Regions from separate parts of the Mus musculus genome. Here region 2 is linked to region 1. Evidence: chromatin contacts called from public HiChIP or PLAC-seq data. All regions are on one chromosome and are shown on one strand. Each heading gives the region's core, a stretch centred on a gene start, on an enhancer-like site or on the middle of the called end of the contact. The rest is flanking DNA. Distances are from core to core; before and after follow the strand shown. Region 1 holds the start of Chrd (chordin). Region 2 holds the start of Igf2bp2 (insulin-like growth factor 2 mRNA binding protein 2).

What was found. HiChIP or PLAC-seq counts read pairs in DNA pulled down with a chosen protein or histone mark.
Region 2: a FOXA1 HiChIP or PLAC-seq map of pancreatic cancer cells shows a contact between it and region 1. The contact joins the promoter of Igf2bp2 here to the promoter of Chrd in region 1. A contact is called at or near these places in 1 of 39 promoter capture datasets (liver) and 1 of 115 datasets of contacts at active chromatin or transcription factors (pancreatic cancer cells).

Annotation. Positions count from the first base shown.
Region 1 is chr16:20,730,753-20,735,049 of GRCm38.p6, reverse strand. Chrd (chordin) reads right to left here and starts at 1,923. Exons shown (of 23, transcript NM_009893.2): 1 at 1,755-1,923; 2 at 1,416-1,519; 3 at 914-1,043; 4 at 649-777; 5 at 464-563; 6 at 277-364. The coding sequence starts at 1,902. It also overlaps a transcript of Thpo not described here.
Region 2 is chr16:22,161,031-22,165,062 of GRCm38.p6, reverse strand. It overlaps Igf2bp2 (insulin-like growth factor 2 mRNA binding protein 2), which reads left to right and starts at 1,764. Exons shown (of 16, transcript NM_183029.2): 1 at 1,764-2,277; 2 at 3,757-3,817. The coding sequence starts at 2,100.

The DNA.
Region 1 (4,297 bases), core at 674-3,173:
AATGAGGAAGGAGCATGGAAGGGAGACCCCAGACCCTCTTAAGAAGGACCCATGAGCCTTGATTTTAAGTCCTGGCTTACCACTTACTAGCCAAATGACCTTGAACAAATCACATTCTGCTATTCTGAGCCTCAGTTCCCTCCTCTGTAAAATGGGCATCATAATGTCAGGGCCTTTCTCCCACTGGGCTGTTGTGAGAACCAAAGGAGGCAATGCAAAGCATGCTCTCAGCAAGTGCCGATTTTGGATAAGCACTCTTAAATGGCATCATCTCACCAGGCCATCCTGGGTGGGGGTTGCAGGGTGTTCAAACAGGATGTTGCCTGTGGGATCTGTGAAACGAACCCTGCTGGGACGGTCCAGCCTGTGAAGAGAGGTCCAGTGAGACTGGATCTATAGCCTACAGGCTCCTCTTTATTGCCCCCTTTACTACTCCTAGTCCTTGCCCTTTTCCCGGTCTCACCGCTGGTAGGAGACAGAGAAGCGTAAACTTGAGCGCAGCAAAGAGACTCGAGCACGAGCTACCGCCTGCGACCTCGGTCCTGTCAGCAGCGCCACAAAGTCTTCGAGAAGAGAAGATGGCCTGAGCACTGTCAAGCCTTGCCGCGGGACTCAAACTTCATCAGGCCCACCTCCACCCCAGCCTACCTGTGTGGCCATCAGCACGGGTCCGCTCCCCAACGCCGGGTTCCCCTCGATCACTGTAACTGCGATGCTCTGGATCCCTTGGATACTCGAAGACCAGGCCAGCGGGCTGTGGATCTAGATTGCTGCGCTCTGCATCCGGGGTAAGGAATAAGACGGCTGGCTTCAGAAAGGTACCAGGAGGACCAGTCCTCCTCCGCGATGCAAGTCGTACAGGACCTAGTGTAGAGCCTTCCACCCTCCTAACTCCGGGCACAGCGGGCCTCACCCTGCGGGCAGGTCTGGCAGCAGTGTCCTGGCAGCTGGCGCGGCTGCCTGCAGGCCAGGGTGGGGCACTGAGGTTTGATGTTCTTGCAGCTGACCCTGCCAGGACCCCTCCCACGGCGAGCCCACTGAGGCTGATGGCAGAGAACATAGGAAAATTAAGGGAATGAAACCATCAGACCCCAGGGCTGCAGACAGTCAATTCTGCTATTTACAAGTTACATGGCCCGTCCAAAGTTTCTTAACTTCTCTGAGCCTCGGCGTCCCTGTCTGCAAAGTAGAACTAATAATGTCATTTATCTAGCAATACTGTAACGGGAGGGGGGAAGTTGGCTAAAAGCCAGTCACATTGTGGGCGATCAATAACTGTCAACACCGCAGACTTGAAAGCGGTTTCCTCCGATTTGCGGACCAGCCTTCCCCTGAGCATCTCCGAGTCTACTACTTAGGACACCAGCGTTCCGCTACCCTCTAGAGTAGGGCAGGCAGCTGCGTTATCCACTCACCGCTTCACAGGCGCACAGCACGCAGCGCATCACCCCAAAAGGCTCCCCCAGGTCCGGGTGCCACGTCTCGTCCAAGGCATAGACCTTCCCGCCGAAGGAGCAGCCTGCGGGGACGGGCTTGGCTGGCGGCCGCTGTCCGGTTGCTCGTGCCGTAATGCCTGCTCCGGGCTCTGCCCGCCAGGCCCATGGTCCCTTGGCACCGTGCACCTCGCCGCCTCTGCTTTCCCCTCCCACCCTCCCGCTGCGCGAAGCCACCTGCGCCCGGGGCCCTCTCCCTGTGGATGTAGACTTGCCAGGAGTCAGACTCCCCTCCCGCACCTCCCCCTGGAGCCCACCTACCTGCCGCTCCCCGGACAGGCAGCGGCTCCTTCTCGGAACGGATGGGCAGTGCTGGGGGCTCAGGGCCAGTGCCACTGGCCGGCCGCGAGCCGAGCAGCAGCAGCCCGAGGAGCAGCCGCGGGGCCGGCGGGGCCGGGAGGCTCGGCATGACGCGGAGCAGACAGCTGGGGAGGCGGGCGGGAGGAGGGAGCAGGAGAGGGAGTAGGGCCGGACCGGAGGCGGGCCGGCAGGAGGGGGCCGGGGCCAGGAGGGGGGCAGTGGCGAGGGGCTCGTCTCACAGTCGCCTGGTCGGCTCCCGGCCGGGCGGGGCGGGAGAGAGCGGGCGGAGGGGCGCTGACCCGGGCCGTACTCCACTTTAGTGCCCTAGGCGCCGGCTCTGGCCCGTTTTATGCCCGCGCCAGGCGTCCGGGCCCGGGGCCTCCTCTTCAGCAAACGGGGCGCGGCGGCGGCTCCACAAGGAGCCCGGCTGAGCCCGGGGGGTCCGGCCCAGCAGCAGCGGCCGGATCGCGAGTGGGGGAGGGGGACAGGCTGGGACCCGGCAGGGGAGGAGGGAGGGACTGGAGGAGGGGGGAGCGGAGTGGGTAGGGGGAAGGGAGGAACTAGGGGGCGCAAAGAGGGAGAGGAGAGGCGGGCCTCGACACCCCCACACACGCTCCTTGCGACCACCCCTGGAGGTGGTGTCCACCCCAAGACCAGAGGCTCAGGCTAGTGAAGGGCAGAGGCTGAGCCTCGGGCCTGTGGCACTCTTGAACGAGATGGGCCGCTGGAGGATGAGGACTTGTCTTTGAAAATGACACCGATCCACCCCTACCTAGGACCCACAGCACCCCCTTCCTTTCACTCTGGCTGTATTCCTATTTCCCTTCTAAGGTCTCTCCTCTTTCTTCACTTCCCAGGGACAGGAACCTAGCCTGTGCTTCCCAGAATCAAGCAGTGCTTCCCTGAGTGGAGTCATAATTCACCAGCACCCCAACCTGCTCTCAAGTCCATCCAACTACCACCTCTGGCTCTCTCATGCTTTTCCTTCATCCAAGAGATGACCCTCTTCCTCTCCAGCTCAGTCCCCACCTCCTTTGTCCTGCTTTTCTAGACAAGCCTCCCCATCCTACACACACACACACACACACACACACACACACACACACACACACACGCGCGCGCGCGCGCGCGCGCGCGCGCACCGTTCTTCCCACTATCCCAGCACTAGGCTTCCTAATCTTAGAAGGCATCTCTTATTCAACTGGAGAATTCCGGGATCCAGGCCATACGCCTCAGTAGATAGCCCATCCTCTCTGAGGCGCAGAGAAAGCCTGAGGAAGACAAGGGAGAGAGGACAGGGTCAGGCCACAAGGTCCCTGAGGACAGAGACTGTGGGGAGACAGGGACTGGGGAGAAAGCACAGGAGCTAGAGCCAGGGCCAAAGGAAGAGAGGAGCCAGCAAAGAGGTATTTGTGGGGGAGGCTCGGCAGCTGTCCTTCCTAAGACAGGGACAGATGGGCCTGGTTATTTCTCTTGTCACATGTATAGTGGTAGGACTAGAAGAGGATCATTGAGCAATCAAGGGCAGGCTTGCCCACAGAGCTGAGGGGGTTTAGCGCTCCAGGTCCCTGTACCCCTAGTAGAAAGACTGAGCCCAGTCAATCTGTCTGTCTGTCTGTTTGTCTGTCTGTCTGTCTGTTTTAAATAAGATCTCATTATGCAGCCCTGGCTCACTAGGTAGACCAGGCTAGCCTTAAACTCTCTGAGATCCACCTACCTCTGCCTCCCAAGTGCTGAGAATCAAGACATGCTCTGGGCTCAATCTTTTGGAACTCACTCTGTAGACCAGGCTGGCCTCGTACTCAGAAATCCACCTGCCTCTGCCTCCCAAGCGCTAGAATTAAAGGAGTGTGCCACCACTGCCCAGCTCTGGGCTCTTTTTTTTTTTTTTTGTTTTTGTTTTTTTTTATTTATTTATTTTTATTATATGTAAGTACACTGTAGCTGTCTTCAGACACTCCAGGAGAGTCAGATCTCGATGGTTGTGAGCCACCATGTGGTTGCTGGTATTTGAACTTCGGAAGAGCAGACGGGTGCTCTTACCCACTGAGCCATCTCACCAGCCCCTCTGGGCTCAATCTTAACCAAACACATATCCCTTTACTTCCCGGGTCCCACATATTGTCCATACTGTCTTTCTGATAACGTGATCATTTTCTAATATAGGCAATACCTACTTTGCCAGTTGGAAAGGGGAAATGCCAGGAAAGACACTCCTCTGGAGCAGGGGAATATAGAAGGAAAAGCAAGCAAGCCAGCATGCTGTCAGAATTCAGCAGCAGGTATACTGTTCAGGGAAAAGAAATTTGGAGAGCCAGGAACTGAGACTTCATCCATCTAAAACAAGACCTCTCTTTCCCAGAGAGAACCGTATTCTGCCAGATTTCTCCTGGACTAACCCTCTTCTCTCTCTCACTTAGGTCCCAGGTTCTCATGTCGCCAGGACATGAGACAGTTCCCGCTATACAAATTCTCTCTAGAGTGTGTGTGGGTGGAGGAGCTGG
Region 2 (4,032 bases), core at 515-3,014, 1.4 Mb before region 1:
GGCCGATACTTTGTTGCAGTACCAAAAACAAAAACAAAAACAAGTCAGAAAAACCACAAGAGGTGTGGAGAAAAGTGTCCTTTGTGATCACTAAGGCCGTGCTATCTTCTTGAAATACCATTTACAATGTCAACAAGATAGAACACACTAAAGACAGCAAAAAGCAGCTACCTCCCAGAAAGATGTCTGCAAGTAATCTCAGAGGCAGTGTAAAAGAGGGCTCCCCTCACCCCCGGAAACCTATGCTAAGAAAGAATCGGTCTACTGCATGTGCTGCTCTTCAGGGTAGCCATGGTTTGGCCACAAACACTTGACATGTTTGAAAATGTAATGCAACAACCAAAAAGGCTCCCTAACCTTTCAGCCAGGGAGAACACCAACCCGTGGTAATTCCTTGTCTTCTGTAGCCTGTAACTATGACTTACTGTGAATGGGCAAACATAGCCTTACAAAGATGACGGCCTAATTAGCAGCCTCCGTGTAAATAATCTGAAGGCGGCTTCCAGTCTGCCGTGAGTTGTGCAGCACTCACAAGTTGTTTTCACTGGCGAGCTTCTTCCACATTTTACTCAGGAAGCATCTATCCCTGGTTTATCTGTCAGTCTGGGCAACACTATCAAAGCCCTATTCCCAGTTCTAGAAGCAGTAAAGTCCAGAGAGGAAAATGTGTGGATAGTTGATGAAAGCTAGAATTGAGATGTCAGTAAATATCTAGATGAGAAAGAATCATCCATCACTTCCTTATCAAGACAAGTAATTAAGGACCGCTCCCCCTGTCCTGTCCACCCAGCTTTTAAGTTTCCCTGGGTAAAGAAATGGAAGCAGAGTGCAGTGTGTCACACATTACTCAGCTAGCCTTTTATGTCACCCTCACAAGGGGTGGTTGTTTTATTTTCTCTAGGGATAAAAGTTAGGCTCAGGGATGTTGGCACACTTTGGGGCATACTGCTGGATCTGAGTATAGAGGAGACAGACCCTATGGCCCATGGTGACTTCTCCACCCAGACATACCTCCCAACACGTAAGCCTTCTAAAAAACCAAGGAACACTTCCCGGATCACACAGAAGTCCAAAGCCATCTCACCTCAAAATCCCTCCGTTCTTTTCTGGAGCCCTTTATTTCTACGATTCCCACGGAGCCATGTGACTTAGATTGCCGCTTGGCAATCTGTCTGGCTCCTTCCCGGGAGAGGGACTAGGACCCTGCCTCTTCCGTCCTCCGCGTGGAAGGACAACTTTCTTCTCCAGTTCCTTCCCTCTCCAGTTCCTTCCAGAGTTCAGGGAACGCCTACCAAGCCTGGGACTGAAACCCGCCCCTCAGCCTGTGCATCGTCACCTCGGCCATCACCTGGCCTCGGGTCTGGCTCTCCTTTCTTGGTTGGGGAAACCGAGGCTCGGCGCCACGGTAACTTTACTAGAATACACGGTCTGGGGGAGGGGACCCGTGTGTTCCTCCGTCCTTTGACCACATGCGCCCCCTTCTTCCAAGAGCTTGGCTCGCAGCGAGTCTCTAGATCGGTGCGTGGCTCGGGACGCGCGAGGAAAGTTGTCAGCCCTAGCGTGCAGAGCTCTCCTCAAGGTGCACCTCACTCTGGCCCCGCGCCCACGTCGCGTCCACCTTGCACACACCCCGCCCACGTCCGCGCCCCTCACCTCCCGCGCGCCGCCTGGCTCCGCCGCTCCCGGCCCCGTTGGGGCCGCCGCCGCTTCCGCCCGCCGGGCGCGCAGCCTGGGAGCGCCGAGCCCTCGGAGCGCGCGGCGCGGGACGGGCAGGGCGCGCACTCTCGGCGGTGCACACGCCGCTCCAACTCTCAGGCGCGCGGGGTGCGTCCGCCCGCCGCCGCCGCCCCGGCACCGGGAGGCAGAGCAAGCGCTTTGTCCGCACGCCCGCTCGGGACTCTGCCCGGAGGAGGCAGCCGCGCCGAGTCCCCGCCTCCGCCTCTGCCCCCGGGCGGGCCGGGCCGGCCGCGGTGGGGGGAGCCAGGCTGAGGGCGAGGGTGGGGGCGGGGGCGGGCGCAGGAGGAGAGAGGAGGGCAGCGGAGGCGGCGGGAGCGCCGGGTGCCGGGCCGGGGGAGCCGCGGGCTCTCGGGAAGACGCGGATGATGAACAAGCTGTACATTGGGAACCTGAGCCCCGCCGTCACCGCCGACGACCTCCGGCAGCTCTTCGGGGACAGGAAGCTGCCCCTGGCGGGACAGGTCCTACTCAAGTCCGGCTACGCCTTCGTGGACTACCCCGACCAGAACTGGGCCATCCGCGCCATCGAGACCCTCTCGGGTGAGCACTCGGCGCAGCCCACGCCGCGCCTCGCCGGCTCGGGACGGCGGCAGCGGGGAGGCCGAGCCCCATGGGCCGCGCCCGCCGCGACTCCCGAGCCCTCACGCTCACTTTCACGCACCAGCCCCGCGACTCTCGCGGCGGGCTGGCTCCGGGATGGCCGGCTGCCCTGCCCCCACCGCGGGGGCTAACACAGACCCTTGGGCCTCAGAGTCGAGGCGACCCTGTGCCCCTCCGAGGGTCCCCAGGCTCGCTGGCTCCCTAGGAGCGCCCCTGGAGTGCCCAGCTGCTCTCCAGAGCTTCCCCCGCCCCCACCTTTGCAGAGTCCCCCGTTTTTCTTTTTCTAGACCCTTCTAGTACCCCCTTTGCCAGGGACCCCCCCAAATCCAGCATCTCTCCTCCTAGCCAGACCTTCCTTCTTCCCATGCCTCGTGCCAAAGACCTCTCGCCCTCTGTCGTCTCCCAAGCCGCACTCTCCTTTTGAGACCCCCTCTTGTCTTCTGGCCCCCCACTTTCGGCATCTCCTCGACTTCACCTACTGAACCCTTCGAGGTCTTGGGGTTTTTCCCCACCTGGCCCTTGTCGGACCGCACATCTCCCTCGGTCCTTTCCCGAAGCTCAGTTCCCTCTCTCTGGTCTCGGAAGCGCTCCTATTTTTCCCTGAATTTTTTGTCCGATTTTATTGAGAAGAACTCGGGGCTGGGGGCTTTCCGCCTCCCGTCTCCCCGCCTCCTGCTCGGCCAGGAGCACCTTTTTACGAGGTACCCTGTCTCAACTCGGTGGGGGCCCGGGCTGAGAACCGGGAAAGAGGCGACCGGGGGGCCCGCGAGCGCGCTGGAGCCCGGACGGGAGTCGGAGCGCGACACTCGCCCGCGCGCGCGCTCCCAGCTCGCATCCCGCACACGCACGCGGCGGGCCACGCTCCCGGGGGCCTGGGACCCCCGGCCCCGCAAGGGAACCCCCTTCTTTGGGAAACCTGTGCGGCGGGGCAAGCTGGCGAGACCTTTGGGTCACCCCAAAGCAGGCGTCCGCAGAGCCAGGGACTCCTGTGCGTGTCCCCGGGACCGCTGTCAGGGAGGGCAGGGGGCGAGCGCCTGGGAGCCTCCGGGTCCCGGGATGGCGGGATGGGGTGCTGGGGGCCGGAGAGACCGAGGCGCGCCAGCCTTGCAGCTTGAGTTTCAAATGAGCTCATCTTTTCAAATTGGCGCCGCTCTTTATTAAATGTGTTTTTCCGGTAATGCCACCCACAGCTATACCTGGGGTCGGAACCGGGCTTGCGCCCGTCCCTCCTCGCTCGTTACCCGGGGCGTCCACTTTTCATCACAGTTGGCGCTAAGTTCGCCCAGCTGCGGCCGGGTGGAGACCCCTTGAAGGCTCCAGAAGGAGGAGCCCGAGCGCGGAGTAGTGTGCGAGCCCCTCCTTGACCCCCGCGGGTTTGACTCTGGGAGGTTCTGAGTGCTTTAAATTTCTGTTTTAAAGGTAAAGTGGAATTGCATGGGAAAATCATGGAAGTTGACTACTCAGTCTCTAAAAAGCTAAGGTAAATATATTTTGCCTAGTTCTTTTTTTCTTTACCCCTTCTGTGGTTGGGCTTCCATACGCATAACTAAAGAAATACGCTCAGCTTAAAAAAAAGTGCCTATATCGTTTTTAAAGGGGTTTTTGTTGGTTTTGTTATTGGACATTCATAGCTTTAAAAGTTATTATTGTTATTATTATTTACTTTTGTTCTATAAGGTGTTTTCTGTGCTTGCA